2 separate regions of the Triticum aestivum genome follow, and region 2 is linked to region 1. Evidence: chromatin contacts called from public Hi-C data. All regions are on one chromosome and are shown on one strand. The core of a region is the stretch at or near the end of the contact, and the rest is flanking DNA. Distances in the headings are between cores, read along the strand shown. Region 1 holds the start of LOC123088007 (probable receptor-like protein kinase At5g20050). Region 2 holds the start of LOC123088012 (wall-associated receptor kinase 3).

Evidence for each region. Hi-C and Micro-C count contacts between places; a contact is called where the count stands out from the background.
Region 2: a Hi-C map of leaf shows a contact between it and region 1, with 9 times the contacts expected there. The contact joins the promoter of LOC123088012 here to the promoter of LOC123088007 in region 1. A contact is called at or near these places in 2 of 5 Hi-C or Micro-C datasets (both in leaf).

What each region holds. Positions count from the first base shown.
Region 1 is chr4A:669,752,523-669,758,705 of IWGSC CS RefSeq v2.1, forward strand. It overlaps LOC123088007 (probable receptor-like protein kinase At5g20050), which reads left to right and starts at 3,083. Exons shown (of 1, transcript XM_044510135.1): 1 at 3,083-5,276. The coding sequence starts at 3,527. The coding sequence ends at 4,900. It overlaps LOC123088008 (putative cytochrome c oxidase subunit 5b-like), which reads left to right and starts at 244. Exons shown (of 6, transcript XM_044510136.1): 1 at 244-495; 2 at 589-674; 3 at 801-851; 4 at 2,141-2,207; 5 at 2,357-2,436; 6 at 2,562-2,940. The coding sequence starts at 369. The coding sequence ends at 2,630. It overlaps LOC123088009 (wall-associated receptor kinase 3), which reads right to left. Exons shown (of 4, transcript XM_044510139.1): 4 at 6,041-6,183.
Region 2 is chr4A:670,054,575-670,060,757 of IWGSC CS RefSeq v2.1, forward strand. It overlaps LOC123088012 (wall-associated receptor kinase 3), which reads right to left and starts at 3,842. Exons shown (of 4, transcript XM_044510143.1): 1 at 3,606-3,842; 2 at 1,369-2,280; 3 at 1,088-1,258; 4 at 1-696. The coding sequence starts at 2,191.

The DNA of each region.
Region 1 (6,183 bases), core at 1,833-4,332:
TACATCCCGGTCACCGAGACACTCTATTATAATCATATGCATCATGTGTAGTTGGTAACTCTTAATCATATCCAGTTTATGCAACCAAACACGCTCTAGGAGGAGGGACGGACCAGACGTCGAAAATCAGCCGAGGAAACGGGGTTGCCAACAAAAATCGAAATGGAAAAGAGAGAGGAGAGATTTTTCATCATTTCGACGGAATTATTCTATATTTTCCACTATCGGTTGCCTAGAAAAGAAACACCAAGTGGAAAAGGCCTCCGTTCCATAAGACCCATCGGCAGAGAGCGAGCCATTCGAACCACCCCGACCCCGACCCGTCTCCTCCCCATCGCCCCCTCGTCCGCCCGCCGCCGCCGCCCGCCATGTGGAAGCGCGCCGCCGCACTCCTCCTCGCCCGCCGCTCGGCCCTCGCCGCGCGCCGCGCTCCGGCGATCTCGGGATCCGCCGCGGGCGCCCTCCGCCGCGCGCCCGCCTTCTTCTCCACCCTCGGTAAGCAGTCGCCCCTCGCCGCCGTCCCCCGTCCCCGTCCCCGTCCGTCTCTCGGTCCCGATTTGACAGCGGCGGTCCGCGCGTTTTCCGCAGATGCGGGGCAGGCGAGGATGCGGGTGGAGGACGTGATGCCGATCGCCACGGGGCACGAGCGCGAGGAGATCGAGGCCGAGCTCCAGGTCCGCCCGCCCGCCCGCCCGCCTCCCTCCTCCGTCGTGGCCGCCTTAGGCCTCGTCTCTTCTTCTTCTCACGGTTTCATTTTCCTTGCCGGTTCGTTCTTGACCCTCGTTGGATTTCGTCTGCAGGGAAAGAAGCGGTTTGACATGGACGCCCCCGTCGGCCCATTCGGCACCAAGGTCAGCGCTTTCCCAATTTTTGGTGCCATCTGCAATGGTCATTTGATCCGTGCGCGATTGGATTGTCTAATAGGTTGTTTGTCTGCACTGAAATGGTGATGTGTGGTCCTTAGGCTTGCCGTTATTGCCTTGATCTACTAGTAATAGTCAGAGAGTGGTTTGCTGAACATAAGTTAGGTATTGGTGAGACCAATGGCATTGCTCTAGTTGTAAGGCAGCACGATACGTTATTCTGATAGATTCAGTCCAGCGTACACAATCATGTTTGTCTTCATAACTTTTGGAAGTCGTGTTGGTAAAAAATGAGGCTGTATGTTGCAAGCAAATTTGTCTTCTTCTGGGTTGTGATAATAGTCATTGCAAAAATGAGGCTGATTTTAACATTCTTACGACATAGTCATTGCTTGAACATTTTGTGCACTTGTCATCTTCTGGGTTGTGATAATATCAGACCTTGGCAATTAGCATCTTCTGGGTTGTGATAATATGTATCAGCTGTCTTTGGATTTTAGCATGTTAAAAGACAATTCAGGGGTTGTTGCAAGGGTTAACTTTCTGAATTTCCAACCACTTGTTCTGACTCGGACCCACCTCTTGAACTTATACTTACTTGCAGGCATCTAGAATTTGCTTTTTCATTGCTCTGTTTTCTATTCCTTTTAGCTTATTAATCTGTTTTTTCCCCTTGGTTTGTAATATCATGTGAACACTGAACACTTTGTTTCATGGAAGATATATTTTGTTTGAAAAATCCTGCTTGTTTTATTCTGTGAGTCTGTTCCTTATCAATGTGATCTTAGCTGCTGTGGAGCATTTTAGTTGAACGGATGGTGTTGGATCTGTTTGTTATGATTTGTGAATTGACATGCTCAATGGTTGTAACTCTTATTTTGAAGTTGAATTTACGTTTCTTATCTTCCAGCCTAATGCATCTCTAGTAAAGTATATTGTCCTCATGTATCAAGAACAGACTATTCTCAGTTAGAATGGTGAATTGCGTAGCTGTCCCTGTGTATTCTTGTTTGCTGCAATGACCCCTTTCTGTTTTACCTCACTGATTTGCCCGGCCTATTTTCTCATAACTTATCCATTTGACTTGCAACAGCTGTTATGTAATATGGTTGTGAGTTCACAAATAGGCATGGCATTCTGTTTTGTTCTTTTGACAAATCACTTTGCAGAGTGTTTTGTTGGCTCAACTGTACCTTGTGTATCATTGTGCACTTTAGTTGTTTTTTCTACTCGTATGGTCTAACTGAATGAATATGTGTCCACATCCTCATTCATAGGAAGAGCCAGCTATCATTCAGTCACACTTTGACAAGAGGATTGTTGGTTGCCCTGGTGGTGAAGGAGGTATATTAACTTGAATCCATAATTCTGTCTCCACTAACAGAGGCTGCGAAACTTCAGTCTTCTCCTGCATCTTATCTAGAAATGATTATCAACCCATCATGAATCTAATTAACTCAAATTCCAAATTCCACTATTTTGCTCCTTTTCAGAGGATGAGCATGATGTTGTGTGGTTTTGGTTGAAGAAAGGCGAGCCGCATGAATGCCCAGTCTGCACTCAGTATTTCAAGGTATGTTGCTGTCTTCTGTTGACATAATTTGCTTTTCCTTGTGTGAACTTTTTTTGAACAAGATACTAAATCATGTGTTGCCTCCATGTTTTCTGAGCATTGAAATTCCAACTTTATTTCCGCAGCTTGAGGTTATTGGGAACGGAGGAAACCCCGACGGACATGATGACGACGACGACCACCACCACCATTAAGATCGAAGAGGGCATGTCTACTGATGAAACAGTGGACCGGTGCCAATTATTTTTGTTGCTGAGATGCTTTGAAGCTGTGAAAAACACCAGCTTTTCTGCGTGCCCATAGAGTTTAATACCCATGCCAACCAGTTTGCTGTTCTCAGTTGTCATGACTGGGAAATCGGAGCAGCAAAGGGCCCTGGAAACATAGTTTTTCTTTTCTTTTTGGAGAATTGCCGCACACGAATAATGTGATTCATTAAACAAACAGTGACGTCTCTTTCGTTTTCGACTTGCCTTTCATCCAGTCAATAAGGTTTTAATTGCATCTTTGCGTGGATGGCTCCGTGTTCAGTGGCCACATCAACTGTTTTGCTGGTGGGTAATTTGTTATGGGAGCATCGTTTTCGCTTTGACGATCTTGATCCGTTGTTTGTCGTCGAGTTTTGATGACGGTAAATAGACCTTGAGGAAACTGTCAATCAAGCTCTAGTTTCTTTGTAGTAACATTTAGTTGTTTGCTGAAACATTCAAACCTTGGATTTGTCTAAAGTGCAGGCTTCACCAACCACACTATCCACTGATGTCACTGAAAGGCGTTGAATCCCTCTTTGCTCATCTACTTAATCAACTTAACAATTGAAAGTGCGAATGAAATTCTCGATGAAATTCCCCGTGGCGCGATGCCATTTGTGTCGCTTGTCGCGCCAAATCGGTTCTTGGTTTGAACATTTCCTCGCCTGTTGCCTATCCTATTTGAAATTTACGACTCAAGGGAGACCAGAGGAAAGCTCAAAAATTTCAAGTTGAGAATGTCGTTGTCATCTTTTATGATTTGCAAGGATCAACATTCAGCAAGTCAAAACTGGGAGTAGGACGAGGTAAAGAGCTCAGAAGATGGTCTGGTACCACGGATGGGGAGCAGAAAGGCAAAGGTCCTCGCCGTCGCGGTGGCCAGCACGGTGCTCGTCGCCGCCGAGGTGGCCCTCTACCTCTGCCTGCGTCTGTCGAGGCCCTTCTACCTCTCCACGGCCGCCGTCCTGGCGGCGACGGTCCTGACGCTGCTGGTCATGCTCCACTGCACGGCGGGGCGGGCGGACCGCATGGCAGCGCGGCGGGCGCTGGACGACGGCGAGGAGCTGCGGGCCGAGTACAGCTACTTCCGCAAGGTGGCCGGGCTGCCGCGCAAGTTCTCGCTGCACGCGCTGGCGGCGGCCACGGACGACTTCCGGTGCGTGGCCGGGCGGGGCGCCTCGGGCACCGTCTTCCGCGGCGTCCTCGACGACGGCACCCCCGTCGCCGTCAAGCGGATCGCCGACGACGGCCGCGCCGCCGCCGGACGCGCCGACAAGGAGTTCCGGGCGGAGGTGGCCGCCATCGCCGGCGCGCAGCACGTCAACCTGGCCCGCCTCCTCGGCTTCTGCCTCGGCTCCCCGCGCTTCCTCGTCTACGAGTACATGGACCACGGCTCCCTCGACCGCTGGATCTTCCCCGCCCCCACCCCCGCCGATGACGCCGCCGCCGCCGCCCGCCCGCGCGGCTGCCTGCCGTGGCCGCGCCGCTACCAGGTCGCCGTCGACGTCGCCAAGGCGCTCGCCTACCTGCACCACGACTGCCGCTCCAAGGTGCTGCACCTGGACGTGAAGCCGGAGAACATCCTCCTCGACGACGGCTTCCGGGGCGTCCTCTCCGACTTCGGCCTCTCCAAGCTGGCCGGCAAGGACCAGAGCCGGGTGGTCACGGCGGTGCGCGGCACCGCGGGCTACCTCGCGCCCGAGTGGCTCCTCGGCGCCGGCGTCACGGAGAAGTCCGACGTCTACAGCTACGGCATGGTGCTGCTGGAGCTGGTCGCCGGCCGCCGCTGCGTGCGGCCGGAGGAGGACGGCGGGTGGTCGTACCTGCCCAAGATCGCCGCCGAGATGACGCGGGCGGGGCGCGTGATGGAGGTCGTGGACCGGAGGCTCTCCTCCGGCGTCGGGGACGCGGAGCAGGCGGCGGTGCGGCGCGCGGTGCACGTGGCGCTGTGGTGCGCGCAGGAGAAGGCCGGGGCGCGGCCGAGCATGGCGCGCGTGCTGGAGATGCTGGAGGGGAGGGTCGCCGGGGAGGTGGAGGCGCCGCCGCCGTCCGACACAATCATGGAGGACCTTCTGGCGCTCGGCCACGCCCGCGCTCGGGGCGGCGGGCCGTTCCGGCTGCCGTCGGCGGGCCCGGCCGGGAGGGCCGCCTCGTCGGCGTCGGTGCTGAGCAAGTACGACTCGTTCGCCATGTCCTACCTGTCAGGGAGATAGCGCTCCTCGTCTGCACAGTCGAGTCAGCTCTTCGCCTTAACTGTATTTGTAGGTGACTTGTGCTGACGTGGCATGGGGGTTAGACTGTGATTAGTCAATCAGCTCGCCACGGAGGCGGTCCACGTGTCAAAGAATAAAATTTGTCGAGTGGCCACGTGGCATGCTGCTTGTACCGAAGCGGTGACTATTCAACCTCGGGAGCCGGGAGGATGAAGCTAGAGGGCGAGGAACAAAATTAGGGTTTATTAGGGTAGGCGATGAGGAGGCGGCCGGCGGCGAGGAGAGGGTAGCCGGTGGCACAATTCCGGTTAGCATGCCGGTTTGATTGTGTTGTGGAGGTTGGACAAAAGGTAATTTATAATTTATTATAAAATCATTCCTAATTGTTTGTCGAAATTTCGGTCTTGACCCTAACATATTCGTTTCAAATTCTACCCCCTCTGTCTCCTAATTGTATGTGGGACGGATGGTGTTGTGTGCGGTAGTGTCCATGATTCGAGGCCATAGATTCCTATCATCAATTGTCGGCGATGAGGCTAGAGTTTGCAGGGTGTGCCGATGTGGCAGTGGCGATGGCTTACCTTTGCAATTGGATTCTCATGCCTCATCTTTGTCATGTCGGTGCATTCTCCAGTATCGAGGTGAGGCATGTGAAAATTAAGATCTAACTCTTGAATACGTGGCTTTTCCGACTATAACAACTTCTCCAGGACGATGGTTTGGCAGGACCATAGCCTTGATGACTTCTCGTCCACCATCAACAACACCTTATCAACGCTTATCTCTAAATCGAGCAACACCTTATCAACGCTTTCAAGAGAAATAAGATTGTAGGCCCTCGGGGGTTTCAATGTAATTTCTTTATTTTTCCAGAGTTGTTTGTCCTACTTGTTTGGTTAATACTCCCTCCATTCCTAAATATAAGTCTTTTTAGAAATTTCACTACAAACTACATACGGTTGTATATAGACATATTTTAGAGTGTAGGTTGATTCATTTTACTCCGTATGTATGAAATCTCTAAAAAGATTTATATTTACGAACAGAGGGAGTAGATCCGAATATATATATATATATATATATATATATATATATATATATATATATATATATTTTAAGATTTTTTTTTTCAAATAATAGTTGGTACGGCCCAGTTAGATCGATGATCGATCCGTTGCTGGGAACTGAATTTTCCCTTCACACTGAACTGGATTCTCATACTGAATTTTCCCTTAGTACTAACACTGGACTCGCATACTGAATATTGGAAGTAAGGGAACTGA
Region 2 (6,183 bases), core at 2,592-5,091, 300 kb after region 1:
GGGTGCCCTTCACCAGCGTCATGAACTGGGACTCGTCCTTGGGGAGCATCCTCGACGCCCCAAAGTCAGTCACTTTCACCATGTAGTTGTCGTCCAAGAGAATGTTCATGGACTTGACATCCCCGTGGACTATATGGTGGTTAGTGGACAGATGCAGATAGGCCAGTGCTTCTGCCGATTCTTGAGCGATCCTGAGACGGGTGTCCAGCGAGGGAGGTGGACTTCCGTGGTTACGATGGATGAACTCAAAGAGAGTGCCGTTCGAGATGAACTCGTAGACCAGTATGGGGACCTCCACCTCTAAGCAGCACCCTAGAAGCCTGACCACATTCCGATGGTTGGTCTGTGAAAGTATAATAATCTCCTGCACGAATTCGTCCGTCTGCTCCACGTTCATGATCTTCGAGCGTTTCACAGCGACTACTCTGTTATCCTTGAGAATGCCCTTGTAGACAGTACCATGACCCCCCTTGCCCAGTTCTCTGCTCTCATCAAAATCGTTTGTAGCCTTCTTCAGATCTTCTTGCGTGAATATCCTCAAAGTATCAACTTGTTTTGACATAATTTGCTGATATAATATCTGACCACCATTCTGCTCGAAGAATCTTTCCTTCTCTTTCGCCAGCTTTCTTTTCTGATACTCAGCCCATAGAGCGAAGATAAAAACCATGAGGAAGACAGCACCGACGGATAAGCCTGAAAATAATGAAAGTTAAATACCATCAGTTCAACCGGTAGACATTGACCACATTTGGCTAAAACACAATGCAACATATTATGTGCTATACACACCATTTAGTCTGCTGTATGAGATGAATGCGAACTATTCATGGACTTACATAACTGGCATAAGAAGTGCAAAAGAGATTTCGAATATTAAGCACTGTGCTGCACAACAGGTGCACAATATATTGCAATCATTAACTTACCCATTACCTATGACCAACTTCTGAGCTCTGTACAAACTGCACTCTAGTTGGCCTTATATGACTCGCATAAAAAAGTACAGAAAAGCTTTCTGTTTATGGTCAAGCAGTATGTGAACATTTGGTGTGCAAAATATTTTGATTAATTATAACACCATTACCTAAGACCACCTTCAGTGCTTTGTTTGGGTCAGCTCGAACGCAGGGTATGCTCCTTGGATCATCGCTCCTGAATCCTGATGGGCATGAACAGGTGTAGCTACCGTCGGTGTTTATGCAATTACCTTTGCAAGGATACAAGGACTGGTTTGGGGGTTCGCACTCATTGATGTCTGTCAATTCCAACTCGAGGACGTGAGGGGAATTTCAACATGAATCAACAGAAATCACATTCCATGAACAATAAAGCTGACAGAAACAAGAATATATCTGGAATTCATACCTTTGCACCCTCCTTGCAGATAGGGATTGCCCTCATAACCTTGAGAGCAGTTGCAGCGGTAACCGGGGCCATTATACACATCAATGCATTCACTGTTCATGGCTTGGCAGGCATACTGTGATCCCATCTTGCTGGTTTCGGAACAACTTCCATTACCAGCAACCCAATCAAGTACCACAGGAACTCCATCTGCATATCTACTTGCGAAATCAGTAGAGCTAGCATATAAAGGATCGAACTTGAACCACTCCTCCTCAACAACAAAAGAGTAGCTGCACGGGCTGAAAGACTGGATGTTTGAGTCGTATATATCTGGTACTGCCATGGATGTGGTGTTAACGGAACTGACATTTCCTGGAAAGGAGGACTGGCAGCAACCCATTCCAGCGCACCCAGAGCTATTATCCACATTACTTGCGTCAGTGCAGTATGAAAAGCATGAGTTAACAATGGGGAATTCAAGCTGGTTCTTGCCCTTGGTGACTCCTACGACCATTGCAAGCGTAGCACAACCGACTGATGTCAACTTGTTCTTGGTGTAGGAAAGCTTATGAGAAGGATCAAGACTTAAGCCTTGCGAATCACCACCAGTACTATTGGTGCCATTGGTGTGGTTGCATTGCCATGCTATGTATGGGTTCTGAACACGAATCTCACCTAGAGTAAGATTGATGTCCAGTATCCTTACTTTGGTGGAGGCCAAATATGCCCCGCTCACATTGCACGTGACATTAAAGGGTTCCTGGAAGCATCCATTTCCGGTGCCGAACGGGTACGGGATGCTGACGTTACCACACTTGTCTGGGCAGCCGGGCCATGCCATGCTGATGCTCCCATAGTACCCAGCCCCATAAGCGGTAGCACTATATTGCAGGGTCAGCGTGGCAGCGACAAGTAGTAAGAGCTTCAGACCTGTAGGCAAGGGCCAAGAGATGTATCATGTACATATTTATCTATCTACTCTGGATGCATGTTTATGCTGTCGCTATGGGACATTTGGCCCCACAAATACAAAAAAAAATATTCTAATATGGCGAGTGAGTAGTAGATAACAAATATTTGCTTTCTTGCAGAATATGCCAAAGCCCCTCCAATCCAAGCACCATTTAAGGAAAATGTCATAGAAGTCCATTCATAAGGAATACATCATTAGTTAGTTAAGAGTTTGATCCCACTAGTACAAACGTTTTGACCCAACAATATCTGAATCAGATGAAGAAAATAAGGTTAATGCTCGTCTTCTTATATAACAAAGCATCAACTCTGTATGTCTCTCTTAGCTATTATTATCTGATTTCAAGTTTTCTTTCACCATACAAGAGTTTAAGTTCACATCTTCATTATGAGTCTATGCTGGGGAGCAGACCAAAAAGGAGAAGTCTACAGTCCAGACTCTAGACTCCATGTTTCTTTCTATCTCATTCTAGAAACTGTAGGGAAAATATTACCTCTAATCCAAAAAAATAAACGGCTTGTTTCAGTTTATGACTTTGGATTTTTCTATGCAACTTTTCAGATGAAATATCTTTATTAATTCTTTATTGGCATTGATTTTACAAACTTATAACTACATAAAAACTAAAATAATAGCAACTAGTTTGTTGCTCTCTGTTTATAAACCTAAAATGGCACATCGGGTGGCCGGGGATAGGACCAGGGACCACCACATGCTTGCCAACCACAACACACAGATTTTAGCGATTTATAATGGATGCATTTTTTTTCTATGGTCCGAGCAGCCCTTTTTCATATTTTTGTTCCATCTTGCATGTTGGAACGAAGAATTTGTAGAAATAATCTTCTAAATAGCCTATTTCTTCCATCCCACTATCTCCTGAATTTGATCCTCACATGCCATCATCACTCTGAAACCTCCATCTCAGCCCAACAATTGTAAGTGCATAAAAAATCATTTTGCTACTGATTTCACATGTACGTAGTCAAACTAAAATCCACACTAACCTGTAAAATGGTTTTCTCCAGCAATATAAAATGTATGCACTATCTATTTTTGTGCTGGCCATGCGCGCGCTGGGAAAAACTATTAGGCAATTTCGAACTGGATAAGCTCCTGATTTCCCCAAATGCCCGGAGCTCGCAGAGTTGCAGTGCACACAAGATAAATTCCCCAGCAAAAAAATGAATAAAATCGCATCCCAGGCCCGGCCGATGCGTCATACTCGAATCACACACGCGCCAGATTTCGAACTGCATCGTTCGGCTAGGGTTTCCCGTACCTCACAGGGCCTGGTAGCCCCGCGCTGTGGCACGACGGCGCCGGCGGCCGGTAGTGCCGGGTACTCGGATTCAGCGTGTCGGCGCCGGCTGAAGCGACCATGGCGAGAGGCGGAGGAGGACCCGGAGGTGCCGCACTTGTGGTGGCGGTGCGGGCCTCTGCATCGCCGTCAGGCATCTCGCCGGCCTGGCGTCCTGGGTGGGGAATTTGGAGAGCTCCTTTTTTTTTGAGACGTTGGGGGAATTGGGAGGGCTCCTGATCGGCGCCTGTTGCGACAGTTTTCATTTAGCGCACAGAGCATCCCCTACTGGGCCGGGCCATGTTGGGAGCACCACGTGGTACTGTAGCGGTTCGAAAAAAGTTCACTCATTTGAAAAATCATACGAATTTGAAAAGTTCGCAAATTCGAAAAGGTTCATGAATTTGGAAAAAAGTTCAAATCAAAATTTCAAAAAAGTTCATGAATTTGAAAAAAAATGTTCACATATTTCTAAAAAAGTTCAAGGATTTACAAAAATCACGAATTTGAAAATAAGGTTCATAAATTTGAGAAAAAGTTGATGAATTTTAAAATGTTCACTGATTTGAAACGTGTTCATGTTTTTTTAAGTTCACGTATTTGAAAATTGTTGATGGAAACTGAAAAAATCTTAAAATATTCATAATTTAAAAAAGTACACAAACATTAAAAAGAAACATGAATTAATCGGAGAAAACCCAGCCAATAAGCAGCCCTCCCGATCCCACAGATGCTTAATCAAGAAACTGTAATTACAAGAACCGGAGATCAATTTGGGCCCTACCCGCGGTTCTCTACTACAGTATTAAGACATTCATTTTGGTAGTACATTGAGAACTGTTAAGGATGAAGTCTAACGGTAGAAGATTCTTACCCGTAGCCGCAGGCAGTGACCAAGCCATGGGTGTATAACTGGATGCAGCTCAGAGTCCTGGGAGTGAAATTGATTAGGATAGGATAGGATGATCCTGGAGAAGAACCAACACCGGGCGTGCATATATATATGTGCATTGCATGCACACGCCAAGAGCCGTTGAGCTGCCGCCGGTCGATGGCGCGTTGGAACGAGCCAGACAAATTCACGCGGCGGCATTGTACACGGCGGCCTTCGTTCTCTCCGTCCAAACAATGGACATATGTGGCGACATCAACCCTTTTGTAAAATCGTAATACTATCGTGACATGTTTGTATATGCATGTCATCACGACGCACACTTATGCGCGTCCGACCACGCTGGATCTACTGAGCTTTTAAGATTGTGCAGAGTCTGTGATCAGAGAGGCGCACGCCTCGTTATCGGCAGAAACGTCGCCTCACACTGTAAGAACATGAGTTGTCAAATATGCGGTTTGATCCCTCGTTGGGACGGATGTCAAACCATCCCACTAGACACCAAACCGATGTTTGGTTCTTGTGGTTTAATCCTCTTGGCCGCATATAAAGACAACTCAAGGAATAGTCACCATATCTCGAACGATTTTCTGGTAGTTTAGCCGTCTGAAATAAGGGTACACGTTGAGCCTCTAGTAGGGCAAGCACTTATGTTTTTTTTGGGTCCCCTTGAAAGTTTTTTTTCCTACCTTAATTTGGAGCTGGTTATCTGACGCGGCGGGGCTAGCGGTGTACCCGGCCTCCGATGAAACTTTAAAAAGTTTTATTAAAGAACTGTAAAAAAAATAGACACAACATATATAAATCTATAATAATGTTATAGAGATTCAAGTCAAAATTTGAAATACTACTTGATTTTTTTTTTGACAAATTCGTTCTCAGTAGTGACGAATGGCCAAATTCAAGTCCCAACTTCCAGTAGGTTATATTCAATGTCGGAATTGTCTATTTTCTTCTCAATGTGTGTTGCGGGTTTGGGTTTGAAAAATGTTATGATATGTTAGATGTAAGTTGTGTCCTTGTCCTAGTTTGTTTTTGACAAAAGAATATCCAATATGTTCAAAGCTGTCAATTGTGCCGGCTGCAACTTCTTCACTTTAGAGCAAGCCATAGGAGATGCTACCCAAACCCTCTAAAAAGAGCACATTCACATCTTAGCATCTCACCTACCTATTTTGGATTTCATCCAATGGTCTCGGGCCGAGCCTCAACAATTTTGTAAGAAACATCCCTAAGAGTTCCAAAAATATGTGCAGGTCCAGAAGCTCTAACAGTCATCTATGGGCTGCAGATCTGACGGCCCGGATGCTCATTCCAATGCCCTTTCCATTCCCGCCCAGCTCATTTGAATTTCGAAATTTCAAAACCAAGTTGCAGGTGTAACTAAAGGGCATGCCATGTCTCCATTCCCACCTACAAATGCACTCTCCACATGAATTTTAAACTTCTGGACTACTTGTTACAGATAGTTCTGCATGCATGGAGCCTGCCTACGTTTACAACACTGAATCCCTTCGGCCGTATATCCTGCATGTCCAAATTAAATTGAGTTGAGCCACAGCGCACGCCTGATAACCAGCACAAACCCATCCCTGCCTCATCCGACAAACCCAAACGGAAATAAACTAGGCCTATGTACATGTACGTACCAATTCAGAATGCCACTGG